Regions from separate parts of the Mus musculus genome. Here region 2 is linked to region 1. A link is a contact called in public Micro-C data. All regions are on one chromosome and are shown on one strand. The core of a region is the stretch at or near the end of the contact, and the rest is flanking DNA. Distances in the headings are between cores, read along the strand shown. Region 1 holds the start of Tmem178b (transmembrane protein 178B). Region 2 holds the start of Fam131b (family with sequence similarity 131, member B).

Region 1 (4,071 bases), core at 448-2,947:
ATGCCGAGGGCGCAGAGCGCTAGCGAAAGCCCCGTATAGAGCAGTAACCTTCCGGCAGCCATGCCTCCGCTTGGCGGCTACACCATGGGCATGATCCGCCGCAGCCTCGCCTTCCCTCCGCGCGCCCGGAACAAAGCGGCGGGCGGCCGAGCTAGGGGTGGATACGGGAGGGGATCTGCGCCGCGGCGCCCCCCTCGGCCCCCACCTGCGGGTACGCGGCTGGGGGACTGCGGGAGTAGAGGCGGGCAGCCTAAAAAGTTCTGATCGGGAGAGGCTCCCGCAGGGTCCTGAGCATCCTCCGGGCAGGTGCAGCCTCCTCTCGCGGTGGTGAACTCAGCACGGCCACTTCCCACCGTTCAGGGGGCAACAGTCCTAACCCTCCGTCCGCCTCTGCACGCCGCCCAGCAATCACAAACTAAACACCAAGTGCTCTCGACCACGGCGAGGCTTGCTGGGTTTCTCTGTGCAGCTTGCTGACCGGAGTGACAGTCCTGGCTTCCTGGGAATGAATGATAGGGAGGGAGATCTGAGGACGCGACACTTCGCCGAAGGACGGATCGCGCTCACGGCCGGTTGCCCGGAGTAGGGAGTGCAGCCTGGATCTCTTTCTCTGGGACTCTCCTCCCCTTTTCGGTCTGCAGCCGAAGGCCGGGGACGCGTGCCCAGAACTGTTCTTTTCCAGGTTGGGTCTTTTCAAAGCCTGAGTCCTCTGATCACCACTAGGTCCTTGACTCCTGCCGACCCCACGGGTGCTCTCAGAAGCGAGCTGCCCGCAGACGCATGGTCTCTACCAGCCTTTGCCCGCGAGCTCCCGGATGGCCTGCCTCTGGCCTCCCCATTAAGACAGCTCCGCTTTTGGACAGCGGGGACACTCGGGCGGCGTTACGCGACTGTTCAGGGCCCGGGGTTTGCAGAGACTGGGCGGCAGCTGACGGGCGTTAGGGACGGACTGCACAGAGGAGGGCGCACCCGGAGCGCTCGGAGCTCCTTCAACACCATGGACAGGTCGCTCAGGGGTGGCGAGCTGCCCGCCCAGCCGCCAGCCTCCCCGGTGTCATGCGGCTCTCTCCAGCGCCTTCTTCTTCCTGGAGTGTGTGCACCCGGCCCTCTCCAATATCCCTTCTGCTCCACTTCACCTGGCCTTCCGCAGCCCCGCGTGCGAGATGCCCAGGTGCTGAGAAAATGCTGCGAGCACGAAGAAAACCCGGAGCCCGGCTGCTCGAAGCAACCCGCCCCCTTCGCCACCTGAGCCCAAGCACTCCAGCACCGCTTGCTCTAACCAGCTGGGGTCAGCCGCTCTCAGATTGCACCATTTTCTTCTCAGCCCACCCGGGTGCCGAGACTAGGGATCCCTCGGCCTCGTGTGGAATATCCCGTCCCGGCCTCAGCGTCCCGCGATCCGGCTCCCCGCACTGGGGTGAATGGGGCGGGGGATAGAGGGGTGGGGGAGCCTGGGCGCCTCGGCTTCACCTCCCTACCTCCTCGAGCTGCAGAGGCTTCCGGGCCTCTCAGGCTCAGGCGACGCCCGAGAGGAGCGAGAGCCCAAGCTGCACCCCAGGGGCTCCAGAAATCGCATTGCCCGGGTGTGGGCGCCCGAGAAAGCCGCTGTCACTCGCTCGGCCTCCAGGCGCTGCAGCCTTGGCTAAAACCCACAGCCGAGAACACGGAGCGCGCAGCCAAAAGCTAGTGATGTCATCCGTGCAACGTGAGCCTCATCTCTTATTTTTCTAGCCTTCTTAAAGTTAAACCACACCATTTTCCAGGCACGAAATGTCTGAGCCTTGTTCTTTGGCCAGGCAAGTCAATGGTGTCTAGGTAGGTATGGGCTCCACCACATCCATATTAATGCACATATACATATATGTAGCATGTTTACGTGTATTATTATAAATTTAGTGTTGGTGCCTACGTCTCCCGTTTCTCTTTTGACCGTGGAAAAGTCCCTTAAATTCGCCACAGTTCTTTAAAGAAGAAAATGCTTAGAGAACGGTCTTTAACCGGCTCTGGGAGAACCCCTGCACCTCGGTTTCCGCCTCTAGTGTCTCCTATTCGTTTGATCTTTGTTTTTCCCCAGAAAGCTATAAGCACTACCTTGCTAGCTACTGGCGTTTCTACCTGGAACTGAGCAGAGAGCAGCCGTGAGCCAGCGGCCGACACCCCAACACATACACACACACACACACACACACACACACACACACACACACACACCTGTCCTTACTCTTCGGCAAGAAAAGGGGACAACTAACTGATCCGTTCAAGACCAGAAGAGAGCCGCTGTGGGGTGAGAGGGCAGTTGATTTTGGAGGAGAGGAAGTTATAGGCAACCTCGGTATAGGGTTTGTCGTGATTTCCCTATGACCGCTGGATTTAGCCTCCGCAGGGCCTCTTTGAGGTGGGACCGAGACTCCAGACCTTGAAGAGGTGGGCCCCAGCTAGAGGATCCATCCCCACCCTACCCCGCCCCCTGCTTCTCTCACGTGAAGCAGAGCCGCAAAGCTGGGAGCCTCCCATCCAGCTTCACATACTAGGGGTTTCATTCTAAAGCTCACCCTTCGGTTTTCACCCTCTCTCCAAAGTCGGGGTTCCCCACTGAGGGATAAAGAGCTGCCCTGGGGAAAAGAGAGTGCCCTAGGGACCCAGCTTTGCACAGCAGGACTTGTGAGTCGAAAGGAACGCACCTCCACCATATTCTTTTTGTCTTTTTTTTTTTTTTTCCTCCCTGCATTTTGAAAATCGCGAACAAGGCGTTTCAGTGCCATCTAGTGGGGGAGGGGCGTGCCTTGTTTTTCAGTCTTGAATTCTATAAGGGGATTTACTTCGTGAAGAGAAGTCATTAGGATTACCTACTTGGTTCTTAGATGATGCTCGGCTGGTCTAGAAGTTACAGGCACCTGCTAGTCCACATCATCCTCAGAGGTCCCTGGGATGCCCTGATAAAGCTGAGCGACTTTGGCCAGGGTGTCTTCTCCTTATCTTTTTCTCAATTCTATTTGTGTCCTTGAAAATAGGGATACATTTGGCATACATGCAAACACTACTAAAGCTATTTCTACCCCTAAAGCTAAGTGGGAGTGCTTTTCACCTAGTAGGGTACCTGCATATGACAATAGAAGGGAAACTGAACTGACAAGGTCAGTGGGAAGTCAAAGCAAGATTATCTCTACAGCTTGGGTCTCTTGGTTCCCTCTCGGGTCTTTAAGCCAGCTCAAGGATCACTGGCAGTGCCCAGGCAGAAAAGCACGCATGCTCCTCTTTCAGCACCCCTCCCCCACAACCCACCCACAATCCACTCTTGCTCCCCTCTTGGTCAACTCTTTAACTTTTTCCACGGCCTTTGGCCTACTTTCAAAGATTTGCCTGCTATCCTGTGGCCCTCAGTGCTGTCCTAGGCCCAGCTTAGGAAGGGAGCCAATGTGGGGTACTGCCCTCCTCTTTCCTGGATATCACTAATATACCATTTTGAAGTTGTTGTCCTTGGTGAAAACCCAAAAATCCTACAAAAGATGTTTGTTGGTTGGTACCCTCCTTTTAAGTGTGATTGTTTTGAGCCACCATATATCATATTGGAGATGATACTGATGCTTAGGGCTAAGAAGCTGATCACCTAGACAGCATTGCTTCTTGTGTTGATGTTGCTGTTGTCGTCCTAGTTGTTATCTTTGTGTGTGTGCTTGACTGGGAGCCAAACTGTTGTGCAGTCTAGGAAGGTATTCCACCTCCCCTGTCTTCATGTTCCATTGTGGTGGAAGAGACACCATGACCTAGGCAACTCTTAATAAGAGAAAGTGATTTGGGACATGCTTAACAGTTTCATGGGTTTAGTCCATTATCACAATAGAGCTCTGCATTCGGAACCATAGGCAGCAGGAAGACAGAGCCATTGGACTGGCTTGGGCTTTTGAAACCTCAAAACCAGCCCCTAGTGACACACTTCCATGAACTCCTACAAAGCCACACCTCCTAATCTCTCTCAAGTAGTGCCACTCCCTAATGACTAAGCATTCAAATATGTGAATCTATGGGTCCATTCTTATTCAATCCACCACATCCAAGTCACACACACACACA
Region 2 (4,071 bases), core at 491-2,990, 2.5 Mb before region 1:
CTATACTGTCAAATTGTCTTCCAGGAAGTTTGCTTTGGTTATGAAAACTGGAACTCATTAGCCTTGCCTCAAAAGATCCAGAGAATGGGACAGAATGCCCCATGTGCTGAGAAGTAACTGTCATTGCAGGGACCAGAAGGCAGCTGGGCAGATCAAATTCCCAGACCTTCTAAATTCACCTCCCAGATCTGCAGTTAGTGCCAGTTTCTGATAGAGTTTGCAAGTGGCCCTTCAAATCTGCGACTTGGATTTAATCCTTGAATTCATATGGTAATGCTATTTGGATACAAGGTCTTAGAGCAATAGTAAGGATTAGTGAAGGTCACAGAGGTTGGCACTAGAGGCTTTATGAAAGAGGCTGAAGCTAACATATTCATCCTGTCTCATCATATCATCTCCTCGAAGTGTTACAATGCATCAAAGCCCTTAGGACACTTGCAGCAGTTGCAAACACTAAGTTCTTGGCCTTTCCAGCCTCCAAACTTCCAATCTTTATAAACTTCCTGGTCTCAGGAATTTTGTTATAGTACCAAAATGAGCAAAAATATCTATCCTCTCCCATATCTTCATCTGGGATGTCATCAGACGTAATTCCTCAATCATAATCTAAATGTCACAAACTTACACGTGTAAGGCATGCCCTTTTTCTCTGCCTCAAACCCACAAGGCCTCCTGCCCCTCTTCCTCTCTAATCCCAGGAAAGAGACAAAAACCTATGGAAAACAAGCTGGCCCAGAATTAGTGTTTGCTTTTTGTTGTTACCATTGTTGTCAATGGTACCACCCAGACCCGCTTGCCCAAGGTTTGCAGTTACTGGTTCGACTAAGAGGAAATGGTCTCCTTGTCCTTCCTAGTGTGTCTTCTAGACTCTTCTTGCCAGTTGAAATAGTGCCTGCTGACTCTCCCAACTCAGATCTCCCTTTCCTTTCCCATGGGGCCCTTGGTGTAGTGCTGACCCTTCTCGGCAGGGGGCAGTATTCTCCCTTTTGCTGCTTCCGGACATCCACATAAAGCTCAGAAAAGTTAAATTCTGATTTAAAGCCATGTCTTGCGGCCGGTTTCCGATCCTGATATTTTCATTTCCCTACAGCTGCAATAGAATTATTCCCATTCTCCTCCCATCCGGACCCAAGCCTAGAGCTAGAATACTTGCACCATCCCCACACCCATCCCAAAACAGCTAGAGGACAGGGAAGCATCTCGCAGCATCCACTGGCAAAGACTTCACAATATGTTTGGGTGGGCAAAGCAACGCACGTGAAACGCCGGGCAACCAGAACAGCATCCAATCCCGATTCGTGCGTCCCAGATGCAGCATCAGGAAGAAAACAAATGTTTGCGGAATTTGGTACCCAAGGCCAAGCAGGGTGTTCTCTCATCTCCGCCCCACTTTCTCTCTCGGCCTTCTCACCCCGCAGCCCTCAAAGTCCATCAAGCATATCCTAAGGGTGGGCCCTGGCTTCCTGACCGGGCTCCTGAGACAAGCGGGTTATTATCCACATTCTCCATCAGCATCTCCCGGGAGAACTCAGCGGGGATGGCGAGGAGCTCAGGGGCGGGGGTTGCGAAGGACAGGCGGAGGGACGTGGTTGCAGCGCGGCGAGGGGCGCGGGGAGCGCGGTGCCCGGTCGGGGGCAGGGCGGGGAGGCTCTGCGCGCAGCCAATCCCCGAGCAGCCCCCTCCCCGGCCGCGGAGAGCTGAGCGGGGCGGGGGAGCCAGGCGGTGGCGGCGGCGGCAGCGGCGGCGACGGAGGCTGCCGTGGGGAGGGATGGAGAGGGGAGGGGGGAGCGGAGCCGAGCGGAGACAGCCGCGGCGCTGCAGAGCGGCTGGGGCGGCGGCGCGGTTCCCGGTGCTCCCCCCGGCGAGGGCCCCGAGTCGGTGAGGGCCGGGACCCGGCGGCCCCCGGAGCCATGGGCTGCATCGGCTCGCGGACTGTGGGTGGGTACCGCAGCCCGGCGCGGGTCAGGGGCAAGCTCGCCCCGGGGCGCTCCTCCGGCCCCCTCCCCCATCCCCATCCTTGCCCCTGGGGACCTCCCTCCGCGCCCGCCCGGCCCTGCCTCGCGCCTTTACTTTCCCTCCATCCGCTAAGGTCCCTCTATCCTTGTGCCCTCGCGCCTCCAGGGCTTCCATCCCTCTCAGCTCATAGCCTTCTCTCCATCGCCCTCCCGCAGGCGCGGTCCTTCCCTGGTAGCCTCTCCACAGCATCCTTCGCGGCTCAGTCGCTGTTCCCTACTCCCGATGGCCCCATCCCTCCACCTTCAGGCCATTCGCGTCTACTCTGCTGTAGCCAGAGCCTCCCCGAGCCCTTCTTTCGGGAGCAGCCCCTCTTCTCAGAACCTCCTCTCCAGCCTCATCCCTGACTTTCTTCCGCACGCCCCCTCCCATCTTCACCCTCTTCTCCATATGGCATGTGTGTTTTGCCCCCAACCATTTCCCTCTTGGTAGCCTTTTCCCGTCGCTCCTGCCTCCCCCCGATTTGCTTTGTTCACGTGCATTTTCCCTCTGGGGCGGGGGCGGGAAGAGCGTGTGCCACCGGGAGGGAATGGGTTCCACGCTTGGAGGGAATGGTCTTGGGCCGGGGTGCTCTGGAAGAGCCGTGGACTCAGGGAGGAGGTGGAGGTTTACCTCCCCGAGAGAGGTCGGGAGTCCGCTTCCCAGAGGGTGGGGTCCGCCTAGGAACCCTGGGACCCGCCTGCACCTGTCAGCGGGGGCAGGCGGAGCAGGGCCGGCTTTTTATTTACCTTTGGCAGGGGGAGGGAAGAAAGGCGCTTCCTTAATGGTCCTCTCCTTCCAGCCCCTGCCTTACTACCGCCCCCTACCCCCACCCTACGCATCCATTCCACTTTAGGGCTGAACACATTAGTACAGTCCTCTCCCAAACCCCCCAATTTTCCCCTTCCTAACTCCCAATTTCTCCCGCCTACACGCCCTAGTGACCTCAGGCTGAGAGAATAATTCGTATTATTATTACAAACAAACTACACTCTCCGGAAGCCTGATTTCTGAGACCCGGTTTATTTCCATGGAGACCCTCCTCTGCTTTTACCTCTTTCCCTGTTCTCCTCCCCTCCATCTCCCTGCCCCCTAAGGCTCTGACTCAGCTCCCCCTCTTCCTCAAAGGCCACCCCCTCCCTCCCCTCGCTCCCACTCTTCTCCGAGAGAGCTTGCTCTGCCTGCCCCATTACTGATAGGTCCAGATGTCTTTCTGACCTAGCCACAGGTCCTAGTCCTGTCTCTCATCGTTTCACAAGATCCCAAGAGAAGGCATAACAACTTTGGATGTGTGGCAGCCCAGCCCTACCTGTCAGTCCCTGGGACCGCCATCCCCTTTGTTTGTCGCCAGTTCTATTGCTGCATGCTGGATGCTTCTTCCTGCCCAAGACCTAGTCAGTGCACTTCTTTAAAAAAAGGGGGGGGGGGGGGACCTATGATCCTAAACCCAAAAAGCAAAAGTTCATGTAAGCAAGGGCGGATGGCTGCCACCCGATTATTCTTGAATCTCTCTGTAAATACTCAAGGAATTCTTCCCCAAGAGTTACAGAGGAAACCTTGCACTTAGGTCAGGAATCTCCCTCCTGGTTCCCGACTTTTTCACCAGTTCTCAAAGTGTCCTGTCCACCTCTGCCATTGTTTTCTGTCTTCTCACCTTAAATTTCTGTTCTTTTAGCTCTGAAATTATGAAGTCCTCTTGTTTCTTGTTACTATCTCTATTTCCTGAATCTATTCCCTGTCCCCCAAGAGAATTGGGCTCAAAGCATCCATCTCATCTTGGAGCCCTCTGGCTCTCTGGGAAACAGTCCTAAGTTTTCACCTCCCAGCTGCCTCTATCCCCAGTATCATCCTGTCAACCAAGTTCCTGCCGCTTAGGAAGGCCTTGAGGGAGGGGGAAGCCTCATTCCTCTCATCCCTCAAATATCAAGTCGAGTAGGTTCCCCTAGAAAGCTGTGTCCTTGTTTTTAGGGCAGTAATTGATGAGCAGTCTGGATCCAATAAAGACAATCTCAACAATTGCTCAGCACAGAATGGAGAATGGTTTTCCTGATACAGCTTGGTCTTTGACTCCCTCCCTCT

What was found. A called contact is a pair of places that touch in the nucleus more often than the background predicts.
Region 2: a Micro-C map of embryonic stem cells shows a contact between it and region 1, with 10 times the contacts expected there. The contact joins the promoter of Fam131b here to the promoter of Tmem178b in region 1. A contact is called at or near these places in 2 of 484 Hi-C or Micro-C datasets (both in embryonic stem cells).

Annotation. Positions count from the first base shown.
Region 1 is chr6:39,869,062-39,873,132 of GRCm38.p6, reverse strand. It overlaps Tmem178b (transmembrane protein 178B), which reads right to left and starts at 1,697. Exons shown (of 4, transcript NM_001360978.1): 1 at 1-1,697. The coding sequence starts at 62.
Region 2 is chr6:42,322,309-42,326,379 of GRCm38.p6, reverse strand. It overlaps Fam131b (family with sequence similarity 131, member B), which reads left to right and starts at 1,740. Exons shown (of 7, transcript NM_029528.5): 1 at 1,740-1,938. The coding sequence starts at 1,911.